Linked DNA regions of Hordeum vulgare: region 2 is linked to region 1. A link is a contact called in public Hi-C data. All regions are on one chromosome and are shown on one strand. The core of a region is the stretch at or near the end of the contact, and the rest is flanking DNA. Distances in the headings are between cores, read along the strand shown.

What was found. A called contact is a pair of places that touch in the nucleus more often than the background predicts.
Region 2: a contact with region 1 is called in a Hi-C map of seedling, with 3 times the contacts expected there. The contact joins the promoter of LOC123425344 here to the promoter of LOC123425335 in region 1. A contact is called at or near these places in 3 of 6 Hi-C or Micro-C datasets (leaf and seedling) and 1 of 1 datasets of contacts at active chromatin or transcription factors (embryo).

The regions. Positions count from the first base shown.
Region 1 is chr1H:81,493,887-81,497,763 of MorexV3_pseudomolecules_assembly, reverse strand. LOC123425335 (cullin-1) reads left to right here and starts at 1,788. Exons shown (of 18, transcript XM_045109020.1): 1 at 1,788-2,095; 2 at 2,187-2,286. The coding sequence starts at 1,956.
Region 2 is chr1H:82,026,827-82,030,607 of MorexV3_pseudomolecules_assembly, reverse strand. LOC123425344 (probable serine/threonine-protein phosphatase 2A regulatory subunit B'' subunit TON2) reads right to left here and starts at 2,093. Exons shown (of 12, transcript XM_045109031.1): 1 at 1,834-2,093; 2 at 1,178-1,269; 3 at 882-944; 4 at 699-797; 5 at 202-360. The coding sequence starts at 1,999.

The sequences.
Region 1 (3,877 bases), core at 539-3,038:
AACAAATGTACCTTTCAAACTCAAAATAAATCCATAACAGTGACATCAGGTCTGCTACTAACTGTTTCTTTCCACTTCACGTAATTAATTGTGAGAAGACAACCAAGGAAGTATTCATTCCTTGGCATGCCAATAATAATAATTTAAGTGAAGCACGGATTTTGTTGTCAAGCTAAACTGGAGCAGCAGATTCTTGGGTCCTGACTGAGATGCAAGAACCGAAATCCACATGAAGAGATCGGTCCGCATTGACGTTACCTGGTGATAGAGGTCGATGGACTCGAAGAGAGTGTTGTTTCCCCCGTACAAGAGGCCCTGCCAGGAAGAGACCACACGATCTGAGAAAAATGGCAAGGAAGAAATTCCCCATGGCAGAGGAGCGAACCAGATCAGGAGGGAGAGGAGCGTGCGCGGGGACCTAGGTGAAGGCGCTGGGGTTGTGCGGGTACTCATGGACCATGTCGAAGGAGTAGAACCTGGTGGCCTAGAAGATCCGTGAAACCTCAATGGGGTGATGCCCCTCTCCTGAAGATCCCTGACGTCCTAGAAGATCCACGAGCGTTGGTGTATTCCCTCGGTCACGATGACGGCGACGCGCGACAACGGCGCGCTGGTCGATTCCCTCGACGACGATGACGGTGACGGCCTAGAAGATCCGCGAGCGTCGTTGGATTCCCTCGGCGACGACGACGGCGTCGCGCTGGTGGATTCCCTCGGGGATGATGATGACGGCGGCGTAAGGACACCGATGTGCGATCGTGTATTGCGACAGCGGCGGTGAGATGCGATTGAGGACTGATTTTTTTTTCGCGTGCGATGTGTAAAATCTTGTAGCGAGGGGCTAGTTTTCTTTGGTAGCGAGGGGCTGATTTTCTTTGGTGGGACGATGACGAAAAAAATCAAGTAGTTATGGGACGATGGATGGAAAAAGACCGATGACGAAAAAAACCAAGTAGTGGTGGGACGATGGACGAAAAAAAACCGATGACGAAAAAAAAAACAAGAAACGGTGGATGAAAAAAGACCGGTGAACGCCGGCTACCAACTGCCCCTTTAGGAGCAGAGATAGAGAATTTTGACAGTTGATGAATATAGGATTTACCCTTAAAAAATCATGTATTTTTTACGTAAATAAAGGTCATGTTCTACGAGAGAGGCGTTTTGGAGGTCAAGCTCCATGAAGGCCTTTAATTTTGAAAAATTCAGATTTAAATTTTTATGGTTCAAAAAATTCTGAAAAAAATATGCGTGTATGTAAGGATGTAACCTACATGTGTGTAAAAATTCATGATGAAATACCTTGAGTAGCGACCTGTGCAAAAAAGACAAATTCATGGTCTGGGAGGACAACCCCAGATTTGTCTTTTTTTCATAGCCCTCATTTCAATGTATTTTGAACTAAAAGTTTGCACACATGTGTGTTATGTCTTAATGTATATCTGTATTTTTTTCAGAATTTTCTAAAATGTAAAAATATGAATTTTGATGAAATTTCAAATTTGAATTTGAAGGCCTCACTCGAGCCCGAGCTCCAAAAGGGATTTCCGACGTTCTACTCGCTTTGGTCGTCATAATTTACAAATCACGTGTTTCGCTGACTGCAGCAAATATGAGTTGTTGGCATATTACACTCTGTAAGTTTCTGACTTTTCAGTTATTATCTTAAGCTTATCTGTGAAGTGGACACGCCATCAGCCATCAGCAGGGCAGCCATGTGCCAAAGTAACGGAAAGAGCTGGCAGTGGCGGCGACCATCCATCCCCCCTCCCCTCCCTCCCCTGTTTCGGCATTCCGCCACGCTAGATCGGGCACCGGAACGCCCCGACCCGCTTTCCCCTCTCTCCTCGTCCTCCCATTTCCCTTTCCCACGCAGGAGAGGGGCGACGACGCGACCCGACACGAGCTAGGGTTCCGGCGAGCCCCCCCGCCCCGATCCGACGGCCGCGGCGGCGGCGATGACGACGCACGAGCGGAAGACCGTCGATCTGGAGGAGGGCTGGGCCTTCATGCAGAAGGGCATCACCAAGCTCAAGAACATCCTCGAGGGCAAGCCGGAGCCGCAGTTCAGCTCCGAGGACTACATGATGCTCTACACGTACGGTACCTCCTCCCCCTGCCCCCGAATTCCGCCTCCCGTCCGCGGCCTGATCTGATTTTCGCCGTGGCCGCTCTGCTTTCTCGCGCAGGACGATATACAACATGTGCACGCAGAAGCCCCCGCACGACTACTCGCAGCAGCTCTACGACAAGTACCGCGAGTCCTTCGAGGAGTACATCTCCTCCATGGTGAGCAGCAGGGTCTTCCGTGTGCTGATTGTGGCTGGTGCCCCGTTAATTTTAGCTGCGGGATTGGAGGAGCAGCGTGCGGTGTGTGGGCATTTAAGTTTTGACGTGCACGCGGCTGCTAGAGCTGGGAGCGGTGCAGGACTGGTGCGCGCGATGATAATTGCCTTCGCCTGTGTGACTATGGATACTATAAACGGACTGGTTTTGTTATATGCAGTATGCGTCTGCTCTGTCTTTGTTTGGATGTAGGTTGTGGGTGTACCAAAGTAGTATAGTGGATACATTTGTGCCCTGCAACCTACGTTCGAAACAAAAGTAGTATGCAGTAGGGGTGCAGCACCGGAGGAAGAGAGTATTAGGGGTGCATCATTGGATCAAGAAAATTTTGCATGATACTGTAATGTTTCTATAGGGTACATGTCGAATTCCCATGTTCCAAATAGGACCTAAGGAGCTTTAGACCAATATAATGTCACACGGAAATGTCTCTAGTTTTCCTGCTATCAGTGTCTTGGTAGCAAGAGAATGACTAGCTGAAATGGGTACTCATAAATGCAAGGGAGAGAGGGAATGCCAAATGAGGCCAGAATCAGGAGCTGCCTATGAAATTAGCAGTGTTCAAGAAAGCGTTTTTAAGCAACGCTTAAGCGCTGAGCGATGGTAAAGCGCTTCGCTTTTGCCCTAAGGGGTAGATTAAGCGGGTTTTTTTTTAAATTTGGCCATAATTTGACTGTTTTTGAACTACTTTTGCTTCTCTGCTTGCGCAATAATGGCAATATCCCATTTACCTTATTATTAGGCTCTGCTTGGGAACTATTTCCTTCATATGCTAGCAAAATTATGGCCACATGATCTCTATTAGGCTATGACTATTTGAACTGAACTGCATTTTAGTTGTTATTTTGCTTGCCATGTGAACTTAATGTGTATTTGCTATGGTGTGAACTGTATTTTAGATGGCCATTCAATTACACATGTGCCATATTTCCTATTTTCCTGTGTATATTATTCAAAATCTGTCAAATTCTAGCCAATTCAAAAAACGCTTAAGTGCGGTTAAGCTGCGCTTAAGCGTCCATTGCTCTAAACTATGGCCTTCCGCTTCGCTTACGCTTTCCGCTTTTTTGAACATTGGAAATTAGAATGTCCATATATGCTGTAGAAATTCAATGATAGTGTTCTCTTTCGGGTCTCACTTAACTTCCCCTCTCTCTTCGTCATTTATTGATGCTTACACTAACATTCTCTCACTTGTTCTTGATATATATATAGGCGCATAGCATATCAGGGACATTAAAGCCATAGCTTCTTTCTATTCTCTTTGTCTGATAACATCTTTAATGTTCCGTGACGCACCAAATACCCCTTATAGATTGAAATAGTGGGACCAGGAGCTATGCATGATGCTTTTACGCTAACTAGTAGGGGATTTTAACATCATCACAAAGTACAACCTGGAGATTATCTTGAATCTCATGCATGATACACACTTCTGTGCGAATGAAGAAACATGATACATAAGTTCCACATTGCGCTAGCTATGTGCTATATTTACCATGCATATTACAGAGAAAAGGGATATCTGGAACTG
Region 2 (3,781 bases), core at 844-3,343, 530 kb before region 1:
TACAAGCAGATGGATCAATTGTTGAGTGCCGCTCACATGGTTACATTATGTAGCAAAATCTTAATTGGGTAAGAATGGAAGGAAAAATTTCACAGTGTAGGCTTTCGTTACATATAGTTCATCACAGCTAAAAATTAAGCACACATACTCATACGAATCAAACTGCTAGAGTTAACAGTTTTAGGTTTGAAAATAACTTACTGTTCGCATAACATAAAGATAGAATGGTAATATTGCAATTCTCCCAGAATCATCCTTCTCAAACTTCATGAAGTTCGAAGGGCTAAAGAAGCGTTTGCATTTCTGGCCAATTTGCTCTGTGCACACTGTAGCAATATGGCAGAAATCTTCATAATTCATCTGCAGTGCTCCAGAAAAAAAAGAACTGAATGAGAAGTATAATAGCATGAACCTTCCACATGAACATTAGAATGAACACAAATGAATGCACAATTATGTCAAGGAGTATATTATATATGCACAGAAATTCAAACATGCAACAACAAACTAGAACCAATGACTGCTATTAGATACAACATGAGAAATATTTCCATTTTAGCTGTGCTCATTGTATATCTCATGGCATGAATACCATTATCTACAGAAGTCAGATAACATTAGGGGGAAGCAAGTCAACAGTGCAAAATTGAATATATCTGAATGTGGTGCAAAACACGGGCACCAGGCTATGACCTTACCTTTTCAGCACCGGTAGCATCGTCAATAACACAATTTTCTCTGAGACAAACCCACATGGCATCGAGATCATCAGCATTAAGTAGAAGTTCTGATTGTTTCTGCAATTTGTTTGTAATAGCTCTCGTAAGGCCTAAATCATAAGGTGGTTAAATGCTCAAGCAGCCAGCTCATGCTCAGTTTACCTTTAGAAACCTGTATTTTGCCAACCTCTGAACTCTATTGCTAATAGATCCATCTTCAGGTTTCTGTACAAAAAACGAAACATTAGTATCATCACATATTGACAAGTCGCCTAGTCCCGTGATGCAATGTGGAATCCAAAATGGGTGGCATTGCTACTAATCATCTCTGATGCTACTTACTATCTCTGATGCAAGCAACTAGCACTGTTACATATTTTGGATAAACTGCAACTTTTATCATGGCATATAAGAACAAGAAGTCCTGTGTCCAGAGAAACTAAACCAAGTTGCTTCACCTTCTTGTAAAAACTTGGGATGGAACCAGCTTCAGCGCTCTTTCGCTGCCTCTCCTTAAAAATCTCAAGCAATATCCTTTTCGTTTCCAATTCTGCAAGTTGTTGGTTTAAACAGATCAGTGATGCCACATGGAAAATGCAAATGCTGATCAACTGAAGCAGACAAGCTAATTAGGACTGCCCCGGCACCCAATAATGACACACTAAAATAGCAAGCGACAACAGCACATGACTGACATTTGTTACGGTGTAACCTTCTCAAATCATAACAGATACTCCTTCCCTAGTCAAATCCAAGAAGACCTCCTGGCTTTATGATGGAATACCACCCTTTCTCAACCCAAATCACCGGCTGCAAGTTATGGGCGACCATTTTTCCCCATGTACTTTCACGCACGCACCCAACGCATTACGATGCCTCGCAACCTGAGGCACGGAGATCTCATCCTCGTAACTCGAACGCTATCGTGTAACACCAGGCACCATAACCTCACCCAATCTCGTAGCCGCCGGTTCGAACGAGACCCAGTAAACCCTAATCCTACCGCCATTCCGGAAGACGAAGCGCGAAATTCCAACCATGCCTAGCCTAGACTAGCACCACAGCTCCGCAAGGGTGGTGGCCGGAAGGGGGCGGGGAGGGAAGAGGCACTGACCCATGAGGGCCTCGGATCCGAGGCCAGCGCCCGTGCCGACGAAGCGGCGGAGGTTGCGGACCCACGGCATGGAGGAGGCCGGCGGGATCCGCCTGCCAGCGGGCGCTGCCGCGGCGGAGGATGCGCCATCGCCGGCGTCCCCGACGTCGGCGGAGGCGGTGCTCATCGGGGTCGAGGCGGGAGGAGGCCGGATCGGAGCGTGCGCGTGTGACTGTAGCTTGTTGTCGGGTTGGTGGTCTGACGCGGTCCCGTTTGCGCCTCGGGGAGACAAAATGGCAAAGCAGTGTGTTTATTGTACCTAGCCGTGATGGTTACTTTTTGAATTCGACGAATATGAAGTGTATTTGGAAATTATGGTTTTGCTTTCTCGGCCGTTATAGGTGTGATTTTGTTTCTTCGTCTCTATTAAGAATAGCTTAGGTACTGCCCAAGTGTCAAAAACATGTAGAATCAGTTGCTTTCTCTAAAAAAAAATGTTTTATCATAAAAATCTTTGATTGTACTCGGATGGTAATAACTTATTAATAGAGGATTTTTATCATTCACTAGCATATTTCTTTTAACATGCACACATGCATGAAAAGAAGGCAGCCCAACATGCAAATATGCATGAGGAAGATTCAACTCAATAATTAAAGATAGTAAATCATATGTATTTTAACTTTAATTATTACATTATTAATTTAAAATTCGTATTCATAAAATAAATCTAAACAAAATATAGTACTTAAAAAATTAGTTCTTGCATTATATTATATATAAATAGCTAGCATCTACTTCCTCCGTAAATTAATATAAAAGCATTTAGATCTAAACACTCTTATATTAGTTTAGAGAGGGAGTACTAAAAGCATCTCTAGTTGATCCCTAAAAATAGAGGAGTAAATCGTTGAATAGTGATAGTGGGATAAAAAATTACTCTAGTAAAGATGACCAGACTTAGCAGAACTTTTAAAATCTAATGGATTAGACAAATCCTTAATTCTTTTAGCCTAGCAGCATGAACTTCAACCAATTGCATAGCAATCATCAATGATTCAAATATCTGAAGATAAACATGTACAAAATATAAACCGTTAACGAGCATATAATTTCACAGATTAAGATTATTGAATTAAAATATGCATAGTTCATCCAGAATGCATCACTTCACCGATCAAGTTCGATCCAAAATCACCACAGCGTAACATGTTTTATGTTATGGATTGAGGCCAACCAATGGCATGCACGAACTCAAACACTGACCATGCCAAAGAAATCACCACTGCCCCCACCATGCACAAAGCGACCATCACCACCACCACCACCACCATCCTCTCGACCAACATCACCACCACCATCCTCTCGACCAACATCACCACCACCACCATCCATCCACTCGGCCACCACTATCACCACCATTCTGAAGAGATACATCCGCTTGGGTCATGATCTCTCCACGAGTGAGCTTCCAATTTTCTTATTGTGGTGTCATCGATTGTGGTCGGATTCATGAACATGATAACACGATCCTCTGCTATCTTGGCATCTCGAAGCCTATCTTCCTCAAGTGCAAGCCTACGCTCCTACGCCTTCAACTTTCTCTCTTCAGCCGTCAACTTGGATTTTCATTTCTCGTCCTCCAACATTTTGAGTTCGTTCCATCTCGTCGTCTTCTCTTCTTTGCATTTGGCTGCCAACACTTTCTTGGCCTCAATCGTGTCCACGAGTTCTTTGTATATGCCACCGAATGCATCTCTCCTCTTTCTCTCTTTTGCAATTTTGTTGTCATCCAGTCTCTTGTTGGCCTCTTTATCCTCTTGCTCGACGGGAATGCTCAATCTTGTTATCTTTGAAGTGGTCTCCCCAAGTCTCCAAATCCACTTCCTATTGGTACATAACACTTTTGTAGCAATGATACAATGGAATGGCTTGTGGCCAAACTTCTTGTTTCTTCGTTTAAAGAGCT